4 separate regions of the Mus musculus genome follow, and all the other regions are linked to region 1. A link is a contact called in public Hi-C, Micro-C and promoter capture Hi-C data. All regions are on one chromosome and are shown on one strand. Each heading gives the region's core, a stretch centred on a gene start, on an enhancer-like site or on the middle of the called end of the contact. The rest is flanking DNA. Distances are from core to core; before and after follow the strand shown. Region 1 holds the start of Plcl1 (phospholipase C-like 1). Region 2 overlaps Plcl1 (phospholipase C-like 1). Region 3 overlaps Rftn2 (raftlin family member 2). Region 4 overlaps Plcl1 (phospholipase C-like 1).

What was found. Promoter capture Hi-C pulls out the DNA fragments that hold promoters and counts their contacts. Hi-C and Micro-C count contacts between places; a contact is called where the count stands out from the background.
Region 2: a contact with region 1 is called in a promoter capture Hi-C map of the HPC-7 cell line, with 4 times the contacts expected there. The contact joins the enhancer-like site here to the promoter of Plcl1 in region 1. A contact is called at or near these places in 8 of 39 promoter capture datasets (3T3-L1-derived adipocytes, the HPC-7 cell line, HPC-7-derived erythroid cells and 3 more), 7 of 484 Hi-C or Micro-C datasets (cortical neurons, embryonic stem cells, group 2 innate lymphoid cells and 3 more), 10 of 115 datasets of contacts at active chromatin or transcription factors (the SCID.adh cell line, astrocytes, bone marrow-derived macrophages and 5 more) and 2 of 9 other capture datasets (embryonic stem cells and macrophages).
Region 3: a Micro-C map of embryonic stem cells shows a contact between it and region 1, with 2.0 times the contacts expected there. The contact joins the enhancer-like site here to the promoter of Plcl1 in region 1. A contact is called at or near these places in 4 of 484 Hi-C or Micro-C datasets (2-cell-like embryonic stem cells, cerebral cortex, embryonic stem cells and 1 more), 2 of 115 datasets of contacts at active chromatin or transcription factors (epiblast stem cells and large pre-B cells) and 4 of 9 other capture datasets (adipose tissue, embryonic stem cells, liver and 1 more).
Region 4: a contact with region 1 is called in a Hi-C map of bone marrow-derived macrophages, with 4 times the contacts expected there. The contact joins the enhancer-like site here to the promoter of Plcl1 in region 1. A contact is called at or near these places in 11 of 39 promoter capture datasets (the 3T3-L1 cell line, the C10 cell line, cranial neural crest and 7 more), 1 of 15 datasets of contacts at CTCF or cohesin (pro-B cells), 23 of 484 Hi-C or Micro-C datasets (the HL-1 cell line, adipose-derived mesenchymal stem cells, bone marrow-derived macrophages and 13 more), 12 of 115 datasets of contacts at active chromatin or transcription factors (SST interneurons, astrocytes, embryonic forebrain and 9 more) and 4 of 9 other capture datasets (adipose tissue, embryonic stem cells, macrophages and 1 more).

What each region holds. Positions count from the first base shown.
Region 1 is chr1:55,404,534-55,407,324 of GRCm38.p6, reverse strand. Plcl1 (phospholipase C-like 1) reads right to left here and starts at 1,379. Exons shown (of 6, transcript NM_001114663.1): 1 at 695-1,379. The coding sequence starts at 937. It also overlaps the pseudogene Gm8531.
Region 2 is chr1:55,617,687-55,620,477 of GRCm38.p6, reverse strand. All of the region lies in intron 1 of Plcl1 (phospholipase C-like 1), which reads right to left. Among named protein-coding and RNA genes, the nearest start is that of Gm39642, 110 kb to the right of the region's middle. Within about 2 kb of position 1,402, at least 55 of the 459 cell types and tissues checked have an H3K27ac peak or open chromatin away from gene starts, as enhancers often do. A contact at or near this core is called in the HPC-7 cell line, astrocytes, group 2 innate lymphoid cells and 4 more, where this site is marked.
Region 3 is chr1:55,197,505-55,200,295 of GRCm38.p6, reverse strand. All of the region lies in intron 5 of Rftn2 (raftlin family member 2), which reads left to right. Among named protein-coding and RNA genes, the nearest start is that of Gm51743, 3.1 kb to the left of the region's middle. Within about 2 kb of position 1,370, at least 14 of the 459 cell types and tissues checked have an H3K27ac peak or open chromatin away from gene starts, as enhancers often do. A contact at or near this core is called in embryonic stem cells and epiblast stem cells, where this site is marked.
Region 4 is chr1:55,599,207-55,601,997 of GRCm38.p6, reverse strand. The region is part of intron 1 of Plcl1 (phospholipase C-like 1); the gene reads right to left. Among named protein-coding and RNA genes, the nearest start is that of Gm39642, 88 kb to the right of the region's middle. Within about 2 kb of position 1,362, at least 7 of the 459 cell types and tissues checked have an H3K27ac peak or open chromatin away from gene starts, as enhancers often do.

The DNA.
Region 1 (2,791 bases), core at 130-2,629:
TTCGAACATGGGAAACAAGTTCAAAGTGGAAGACAGAAATAAATAAATAGGGCGAAGAAAGGTTTACAATTCCTTGGCAGATGGATAAAGGCAAATCCTCTGGGGGTGCTAGGGGAGTCTGGGAACGTTTTCCCGGATGTGTGTTTTCTGCAGCGCAAAACCTCTAAGCTCTTCCTTCATCCTTTCTATGCTGCAGCGTCCGCTGCAAACTCTGCCTGCCTATCTGCAAAGTTCAGGCGTTTCAGGATTTCAGAACCATTTCTGTATGGGGGAGATTTCCCACACACAATTAAAAGTAAGCTGTGCTTTGCCTTTGCTGTTCGGGAAAGCTAGCTCTCCGCTGGAGAATGCACAGCCAGCCCGCAGGTCTCTGCATTTATCCCAAGTTCACCCTTCCTCCTCCCATCCACCGGTTAGTGAGAAAATGAGGGAAAGCATCCATCAAACCGCAGAAGCGCAGAGAACTTTTCCTCCGCTGTCAGAGAGGAAGTCACTTCTGCTTCTCAAGGCCAACAGCTGATTCTGGGAACCTCCGGACTAGGCAGGAAGGTTTGGCGATGAAGGAGGTGGGAGAAAACAATGCCCAGCCTGCGACGCCTAGGGCAATGAACATCCTGCCCAGGGGCTGGAGGGGGGATGTCCCCTACCCACCCGGCACCCATACCAGGCTCTGGGCCGCTGCTGCTCCGCTTACCTTGATGATGCTGCTACGCCGGGGGGTCGCTCGTGCAGCCTCCAGGAGGCCGGCCTCGCTATCCGCGGGGACCCCCGCAGCGCCCGGCAGCGCGACCCCACTGCGACGGTCCCTCATCCGGCCCCCCAAGGCCGGGGGTGGGGCGTCCCCTGAGGCAGCGTCGGCGCCGGCTCGGGGGTCGTCTTCGCCCCCGGCAACGTCGAGAGGCGCCGGAGCCTCCCTGCTAGCCGCGCCCTCAGCCATAGCCAAGCACGTTTTAGGCTCCCGGCGAGACAGCACGACCGCCAGCGGCGTCCAGCCCCGGGCACGGGTGCGCTCAGGCACCAGAAGGAAACCCCGCTAGACTTTGTTTTAGCGCGCCACGGCCGCTGCAGTGGCAGCCACAACTTTGTAGAAAGGAGACATCGCTCCGGCAGAGGCGTCCTCGGGCTGTGGTCCAGGAGGTCAGCGGGCCGGCGCGGACGGGCGGCGGGGGCGGGGAGAAGATGTGAGCGGGAGGGAGAAGCAGGCGAAAAGCAGCGGGAGGTACTGGAGACGCGAGGCGAGCGCCGGCTCTGTGCAGACAAAAGGCAGTGGGCGCCGGAGCCAGGAGCCTCGGAGCCGGGACGTGCGCGGCCGGAGCGGCGACTGCGGATCGGCCACCAGCCACCTGCCCGCCGACCGCAGCACGGCGGCCCCAGGAAGTGCGGCGGCGGGGCGGCCTCCACTCCGCTCGCCTGTGACAGGGAGGGAAGACTTGTTTTGACAGCCCGTGGGGATTGGCAGGCTCCCCGGCCTCTCAGGAGCCGAGGCTCACCGAGGGGGTTCGGGCCGACCAATCCTCACCGCGGAGGGGTGTGCCCGAGCGCGAAGAATGGAATGTGTTCTGTTGCTCGGAGCCTGCCCAGCCCAGCTGGCCCCGGTACTAGGCGAGGATGCGCGCGCCAGTGTGCGCACCCACAGGCACTCAGAGTACATTTTAGGAAGTTTAGAAAGGAGACGAAAGCGGCCTGAAGGTTCAAGAAATGGGACGCGGGTGGGGTGGTTTGCGGGCGGCAGTGAGATGACGGAGGAAACACTGCAAAACAGCAAATCTGGAATAAAGAAGATGTTGAGCGAGAAGGTTAGAGTGTTTGGAGGGGTGTAGTAGTGACACTTGGCACAGCCAAGGGTCAATCACTGGCTCTCCTGCCAATCCTTAGAAGTGAAGTCCACGCACTAGGACCCTGGAGTTCCACAGTTTGTCTCGGGTTCTATGAGCGGATTCTACATTCACTCAGTAATCTGAGTCAATACAACAAGGAGTTGGGTTTAAGGGGTAGGTAGGGTAAGAGGAAGCAGAGCAACGAAAACCCTGGGAACGCCGCCGAATGAAACACAGAGATGATGGAAGCCACATAGCGACAAGGTCATTGGCAGGTTTAGTCTCTACCCTAAACCGTTCTCGACGAGGGTCCAGCCTCCTTTCTACATATAATTCTAAATCATTACATTTTGCTCCTTCCACCAAGCTAGTAACCAAGAGGAGAGCAGGGATTCGGTAGCATTAATCACACCATGAGCAAATGTAGACAATGGCTCTAAGGTCCCTGGAGAGTTGGACGACGTACTGAATCTCACTTAGATCATTAAATGCATTTAAATTACTAATTATTTCATAATTCAAGATTTTACTTCTTCCTTACGTGGCCAATAGCACCAAGAAATTTTTCAGCCCTTCAGGGCCAGAAATTTATTAAAATTCTAGCATTTTAAGGATGAGCTGGGGTGTTAGGAGTCATCTAGGGCAGCTCTTTTATTTAACAGAGGAAATGAAAGCCCAAGGACCTTGTCTACTGACTGGTTAGTACAGACACTAAAATCAGATCTGCTACCCAGTTCCTTCCAAGCTCTCTTCACTTTTTTTATCTGGCTCCCCTGGGGCTACAACCAGTCAAAATTGGATGGGGCTCTTGGGAGAATTCACATTTGACATTTACCATCTCCTAGGGAAGACTGGAAAGACTTGACTTTACCTTTTCTTTAAATATACGTGCAACCCAGAAATGAGTGTCCTCTAGATGAGAGGCCAGCTCTGGTTTTAGAAGCAACACTGCCCTCTAGTGAGATGTTGAGAAC
Region 2 (2,791 bases), core at 153-2,652, 210 kb before region 1:
AATCAGGTCAGTCTCTGCATTCATCGTTCTCTTGTTCATAAAGTGAGGGTCTAAACCATTACTTCTCTCAGCCCTTCAAACTGTAATGTATCAGACTCCCACAATCTTACAGACCTCAACACTGAATCAAACGGGAAAGTCTTTTGTGAAGTAAATAATTCTATGACAGAGATGCCTTTCCAATCTTCGGCCCACTAAAAAGAAGAGCAGAACACCACTAGTTTCATGAGTCTTTGCTTTTTTTCCTTTTACAATTCCCAGCTAAGCACATATCTCTGTAGCTGCAAGTCCTTACGGAAGGGCGGAGCACCTTACCAAAATCAGGCCACCCACCTGCTGTAGTTGCCAAATTACCTCTATTCAAACCCAGCTGCTGCAGTGGTGAGCATTCCTCACTTCCACCCCGACGACGTTCTGGGTTCCAAAGGAAAGACACAGCCTTATATTTTAATATGCCCTAAATAACTCAAAGGCCGAGCCACTTCTTAAGCATCATGCAGCTAACACACTCCCCTCAGATAGTCCTGAGTTATTACTTACTAAAATCTATATTCCATCTTTGCTGCCATGGTCCCAGACCTGCAGCCCTCCTGAGCCATGATCCCAAATTGTGTGAGATTGCTGTGCTCTCTCTTCTGCACCCCTCAGGCCTCATCTTTACTCCTTTCCTGGCATTGCAGCTCTACCCGCTCCTGCTCCTTCCTCAGTCCCTTGACTGGGACTAAAAGCCCACCTTTGTCTCTCTGCCCAGCCATTAACCACCACCAGCTTTATTTACCAATCAAAACCAACTGGGGGCAGGGTCCCTCAGTGTCTTATGTGCAGGCATGTGGATTTTGTGTAATTTGGGGGACCCAGTTAACATAAGTAGCATTAAACCAAATCCACAACATTGACTCCTTTACCAAAATCAGGCCACCAAACCCTTGCTTTTGCTCCCACTTGTTCAGAGACTCTTAGCAACTTACCCACCACAAAGGCTATGGAGGAATACTGAGGAAGTGTTTATATTGTAATGAGACAATAACCCTTAGTCTAACAATGTTGCTCAAAGAATTATTAAATATGGAGTTAAAGGAACTGCCCTTTGGGGAACAGGAGGACCCTACTTGTACCTCCTGAAGTGTCCTAAGGCAGTGTTCAGGGCTTTCTTTCTATTTATTTCTCTAATGTCTCCACTCCAGGGGTTTATGAAATGGAAGAGAAAGGTCATGAGCTGCCCTGCCTTCTAAACCTGAAAGGCATCACTTGTGGTTCCAGCCTAATGAAATACCAGAAAGCAAGTAGTCCCTTCACACAGACAAGGGACTGAGCCAAGTCGCTGCACTGTTGGCAGTGCCATCTGGCTCTGTGGGTGAGCAGTGCAGAAGGCTCTCTTGGGAGTGACCCTGGAGGCCCTCCAGAGTCTAGAACAAGCTCCTCTCACAAATGACACTTGCTGCTGCACGGCTTCAGCCCTGGAGGGTAGTGGAGCTGAGGGTTGTTGAGAACGGCTTTGTCACCTGTCACTTCTGATGACTACTGGCTGGCCCCAGCAGATCACAGGAAGCCACTCAGCAGTCCTTGGGCTTTCCGCTGAAGAGTGAGAATGGGTTAGGGGTGGGAGTGACCACTGGAGCACATAGGATATCTTCAGAGAAGGGGGGAAGCTGGTCTTCCTGTTCCTGGCTGCTCTCGCCACAGCAACGCTACAATGCCAAATGGAATGGGTACTTGACATTCAGTTGAGTACAAAAACTACACTGAGCATGTTCCACAACTGAGCCCAGTTCTGTAACTGAATATAGCATGGCCTCTCCCTCCGGCCTCTCTCCTCTCTACCTCCTCACCTGACTCAAGACTCTTACAAACACCAGTGCAGCAGGCATAGACTTTCCTCTCGTGCCTTAACAATTCTAAACACTTCAGTGCAGCCATGGAATCAATTAAGTCTCCTTTTCTGTGCAATTTGGGTTGTTTCACTAGTAAGTGGGGCTAGAAAAACAGGATGTACCACAGCCTGCATTCTGATAACTACCGATTTGTTCAGCTGATTATTTCTTTCTGGAAGGAGGGTTGTTTTTCTTTCTTGTAATTGTATTATGTAAGCCTCAAAGGAACATGCTTACCAAGATGATTCTGCAAAAGTTGTTGAGCATATAACTGATCTACAGGGACACTTATTATTTCTTCATTAATAGACCTGACCTTACAGCAGTTTTAAGTTTCCAGGAAAAGAAATGCACTTTAAGAACAGGGTTTCTATACATTCCTTTCCCCCAGGATCCAGCTTACTATAAATACTTCCCACTCATGTGATGTATCAATATTGACTGAACATTACTGAGGCATTATAATTAACTGAAGATCATGGCTCTTCTTTGCTGTTGTGCAGTTCAGTGAGTTTGGTCATGGCACCGCTTATCTACCGTATCATATGGTCATTCCCCTGCCTCTGCCAAACCTCAACACTGGCACACAGATCCTTTCACTGCCTATAAAGTTTTGTCTTTGCCAGAATATCATATATTTACAATTTAATCCATATGTAGACTGTAGGAGAAAATGCAAGCATGATCTGGTAGGCAGCCTACCTGGCACACTGTGCTTCCAAATAAGAGGCATGGTCCACCATGCCCCAGAAGTCAGAACACTGAATTCTGAAGTAGCATGGCTTATCTCTGAGCCCTTTGCCAATCCACAGGCATTGCTGTCTTGGTGTGGAAGCCCTAGGGAATGATGGTAGTAGACTATACAACTGGCATTTTTTATTTAGCTATACTCATTCATGTTACCTCTGTAGCTTCCTGTA
Region 3 (2,791 bases), core at 121-2,620, 210 kb after region 1:
CCTGGCCCTCTCGTCTCCTCAGTGTGTCCCTTAGCATTGCCCTGAGTTCATCTCCTTAGCCAGCTCCCCTCTCATCTCCCTCAGCTCTCCCCAGTCTCTCTTTTATCTCTTATTATTTCCCAGAATCCTCTCTCTTCCTGCCAGTGTCCCACCTTCTATTTCCTGCCTCAGCTCATTGGCCAATAGCTTGTTTATTGATAGGTGATCATTATAAGAGATTCTCTCTACAAGGTAGAATGTATGCTCATTTTTCATTTGTTAATTAACTAATCAATCCAATTCACTAGTTAATTCTGTGGAAGTGTGTGGTGTGTGCTCGCCACTGTACACATGTGGCAGTCAAAGGACAGCACATGAGACGCTGATCAGTTCTCTCCTTCCACAATGTGAGTTTTAGGGATTAAAATCAGATCCCAGGCTTGTCTGCAAGTCTCCCTAAGCAGAGTATGTGATCTTAACCATCATGCAGAATAGTTATTTCATTTCATTAGTTGAAGATTTTAATAAGGAGTCATTGATCTGATTTGCATTTTTAAAGGACCTCTCTAGCCCCATTTTGGGACATGGACCATAAATGGCGAGAGTAGAGAGGCTGATGTTTAGTTACTTTGTGATGACAAAACACCATAATCAAGGAAACTCATTAAAAAAAAAAAAACTATTTTTACCAGGTGGTGGTGACAGTAGTGCACACACCTTAATCTCAGCACTCAGGAGGCAGGGACATGTAGATCGCTGTGAGCTTGAGGCCAGCCTGATCTACAAAGCTAGTTCCAAGTCAGCCAGGGCTTCACAAAGAAATCTTGTATGGGAAAACAAAACAAACAAACAAAAAACAAAACATTTACATTAAAGAAACCTATGCTTGCTAAGGCTTTCCTACACAGAAGTAAGAAATGCATTTGGCTAGTGTTAGTATCCAGGAAAAGGGTTGGGTGGGGAGGGAGGAGGGGAACGGAAGAGGGGCAAGGGGAGGGGGAGAGGGAGAGAGAGAACAGTGTGTCAGGCCAGAGCTTCTGATCATGTGCAGCACCATGAATTTTGACACACTTGAAACCTGGTCATCCTGCCTCCATCCATGCCCACCCCCACCCCACCCCCACCCCCACCCCCATAGTGGGCATGGGCTCATTGGCTGGGAAGCTCTGGGGTTTGCCATATGAAGGGCCAACGCTGTAAGCCCAGCAGTGTGTGTGTGGGTGTGGGTGGGGGGTGTCTGCAGTGACTCCTCCCCCATTATCTGGAGGTAAGTACCCATTTATCACAGCCCCACAGCCTTCCCTGCAACTCGTCCTTGCTGCTACTCCCAGAGCTGCTGCCCTAGTGTGAGCACCGAGAGAGCCACCTGGAGTCTTATTCTCTAGTCCAGATAAGCCTTGAACTCAGCAAAATCCTTCCTCCTTAGCCACACAGGCATTAGCTACCCCCCACAGCCAGATTGTTTGTAGTCTTTTGTATATCTGGCTTCCTTTGTACAACATAGTTTCTTTGAAATTCACTAACAATATTACATTACAATGAGCCTCGCTTTCATCTCTGTGTAGTTTGGGTTGTACTTGCTTTCTTTTAAACCACAGGGTTTAGAAATGGGTCAGTGGGGTGGTTCCCTGAGTTAAGGTTTTTGCAGCCATGCCTGTTGGCTGGGATCCACACAAGGCTTTTAGAAGAGAACTTGGCTTCCCGGAGTTGTCTTAGAACCTCCACAACACACACACTGGTAGGTAGATAGATGGGAAGATAGGTAGATGGATAGATAAATAGATACATGTAAATTTTTTTAAATGTAAAACTTATATTTATGCTAGGTAGCACATGCCTTTTATCCCAGAGACGGATCTCTGATTCTGAGGCCAGCATAGTTTAGGAAGCTCCAGGCTACTCTGTCTCCAAAAGAAAGAAAAAGTTACAAGTACATATCTTCCAGCATTGAAGTCAGAAAAAGTGGTTTTCACACTGTAAAGTTCCGAAGGAAGCAGAGGGGCAGGCTGTAACTATGTAACTACTGCAATGTTAAATTAGTTTAAAGTTCACATCCCCGGGATTCTTAAAAAAGTCTTGAAATAAGCAGCTCTATTTCTCAGCTCTAATTAACTAGTGTCTGTGGTGCTCTGGTGGGGGCCGGTCAAAGATAATGGACAGATAATACAAGTAGAAACCAGCTCCAACTGTAAATTATACTTTACTGGGCTTCTACGAACTATTTTTATTTTTTTAAAGGTTTATTTATTTATTTTATGTATGTGAGTACACAGTAGCTGTACAGATGGTTGTGAGCCTTTATGTGATTGTTGGGAATTGAATTTTTAGGACCTCTGCTTGCTCCGGTTGGCCCCACTTGCTCAGTCCATGCTCGCTCCAGCCCAAAGATTTATTTATTATTATACATAAGTACACTGTAGCTGACTTCAGATGTACCAGAAGAGGGCGTCAGATCTCATTACAGGTGGTTGTGAGCCACCATGTGGTCGCTGGGATTTGAACTCAGGACCTTTAGAAGAACATTCAGTGCTCTTACAGGCTGAACCATCTCACCAGCCCCAAACTATCTTTTTTTTTTTTTTTAAGTGCATTCTCTGCTGCGTTCTGCCTCTGCCCTAAATGGAAGTTTAAAAAAAAAAAAAAAAAAAAAAAAAGCAAGCTAGGTGCCAGGTGTGGTGGCACAAACCTTTAATCTCAGTACTTGGGAGGCAGAGGCAAGTAGACCTTTGAATTCCAGTCCAGCCTGGTCCACAGAGTGAGTTCCAGGACAGCAAGGGCTACACAGAGAAACCCTGTCTCAAAAAAAAAAAAA
Region 4 (2,791 bases), core at 113-2,612, 190 kb before region 1:
GGCTCTTAACTTATTTAACTATTAAACTTCCATCTCTACTACTTGGTTAGTTATCTCTCCTTCAATTCCAGTCCCCTTATTCCTTCGTGTCTCCTTAGCATCTTCCTCAGTCCACCTACCTGCTGGTCTCATCTCTGTCTTCTCTCTTGTCTCTCCTGTGCATCCTTTTATTCTCCAGCAATTTCCCAGAATCCTCTCTTTTCCTGCTAGTGTCCTACCTCCTATTTCCTGCCTCAGCTCATTGGCCATGGGCTTTTTTATTGGCAGGTGATGTTTATAAGAGATTCTCTCTACACCCTAGAGTAAGGAAGCACCAAGAAAATATGAAGACAAGACTTTCACCAAAACCCTTACTCCTACCATAGGAAGAACACTGCTGTGTGCCCTGTTTTGTGGATACAGACAAGAGCCTGTGTCAGTTGGATTCTTTCTGTTCATTGTCACACCCTATGACAGCAAGAAGCTTCTATCATTATAGAAAACCTGAAAGGACACCTTCTAGTTGATGCTACAAAATCACCAGTAATGCTTTCCACACCATGTAAGAAGAGGACATTTTATAAAACTTCTTTGTTGATAAATCCCACACAGGATATAAATATGTAAAAACAAAAATAAGAGTATATACTTTACTTTGAAAATCTAAAACTCATGAGATATCATAGCAGTTTCTGTAAACATAAGTCCTCTAAAATGAACACAAAAAAGTAATGTATGTTCCACCAAGAGCTCAAAGTACTCTTAGAATAAATCTATAATTTTAAAGATAAAGAACAATGAATTAAAACTGAAGGACAGCCAGGCATGGTGACGCATGCCTTTAATCCCAGCACTTGGGAGGCAGAGGCAGGCGGATTTCTGAGTTCGAGGCCAGCCCAGAGTGCAGCCAGGGCTACACAGAGAAACCCTGAATCGAACCCCTCACACACAAAAAAGTGAAGGATAGTTTGTTAGTTAGTTTGTTTGTTTGTTTGTTTGTTTTTTAATCCTGTCCTTGTTCAGGAGCTTCTGTAAAATTAGCCTTAAAAGGACATTTTCTATGAGGCCATCAGCCATCCGATGAAATTCAACAAGGTCATAATGTCTGGGGAAGACTCACAACTTCCATTTAGCATGAACTTTTCTCTTGCTATGGGTAATTCTTTGAGGTAGAATTCCTCCACACTGTCTTTATCTTGGAAAGACTGTTCCTACCAAGAAATTAGAGTTCCAAGTTTTCTAGATATTGCAAAACAAAAGCTGTGCTTGCGTTTCTTTGTCAAACCCTGGCAGCCTGCCTTCAAAACACATTACTCAGCATGTGCCCTCAAGGCAGAACTCCCAAGTCTTCTGGAATCTTACAGCATGGGCCCTTTTTTTCTTTCTTAAGAAGTGTTCACTTTCAGATAAGATGCTTCCATGAACTAAATCAGCTATTTCCCCTTGTCAATAAATCAACTGGAGCCAAGTACAGGGAGCAGGATATCAGCTCTGTAAAAACAAACTAAAAAGTAACACCCCAGGGGAGGATATATATATTCCTTAATAACTCAAATGTAATAAGTGGATATTAGCCAAAAAAATACAGAATACCCAGGATACAATCCACAGAACTCTAGAAGGTTAACAAGCCAAAGGGCCCAAATGAAGACACCTCAGTCCCACTTGGGAGGGAAAAGAAAACAATCACAGAGAAAGGGGGGATGGAGGGCCCTGAGGGGCCAGGGAGGGGAAGAGGGGAACATGATTACATATTGGGGGAAGAAACAGGACTGAAGCCCTGAGGGCCAGCAGAAGGAATGGAAATGGGCAACCTCGGGAGCTAGGAGGTGGGGGAACCCTCTAGAATGTACCAGAGACCTGGGAGGTGAGAGACTCTCAGGACTCAAGGGGAGGGACCTTAGATAAAATGTCCTACAGTGGAGAGAGGGACCTGTAGAGCCCACCTCCAGTAGAAAGACAAGGCATCAAGTAGAGGGATGGGTTTGCCATTCCATTGTCAAAAACTCTGACTCAGAATTGTTCCTGTCTGAAAGAAATGCAGGATCAAAAATGGAGAACTTTTGAAAGACTATTTCTAATGTCTCTTTTTATGTAAGGCTAAGATGTGTCATACTTCATCCCCAGTTGGTGGCGCCATTTGGGGAGGTTTAGGTGGTGTGCCCATCTTGCTGGAGGAAGTGCACCACTGGGGATAGGATTTGAAGTTTCAAAGCCATGAGCCATTCCCAGTTTGTTCTCTCTGCTTCCTGCTTATGGTTCTTAATGTGCAATATGAAGTCCCCACTGTTCCTGATGCTGTGCCTGCCTGCTGCCATATGCCACTATCCCATATGATAGTGATGGCCTCACCCCTCTGGAACTATAGAGTCAAATAAGCTTTTCCTACTATAACTTGCCTTGGTCATGGTGTTTTATCATAGCAATAGAGGAATAACTAAGACTTAAGGGAACCTGCATTCAATAGAGGGTAACTTGAGGAGTTAAGTTCTCAAATGTTGTCCCAGTGTTTCTCAGAAATATGGAACTGGTAGTGCTGATGAATTATTTCACAAATAATAAATGTTTACTGGAGAAAAAATACTAACGGTGTAACAGCTAATATCCAGAGAGTCAAGACCTTGATAACCACCTTGCCTTCTGTATTTCTATAAAACATGCATGTGGTGTTATGAAAATGGAATAGAATGCAAGTTGGTTTATGGCCAAGACCTTTCTCATTCTACGGTCTTTTGATCTTCCCTCCTCAGTCATGAAACAAACCAGTATGCACCTTCATTCCAAAGCCCCTCTGGAACGAAGCATACTTAAA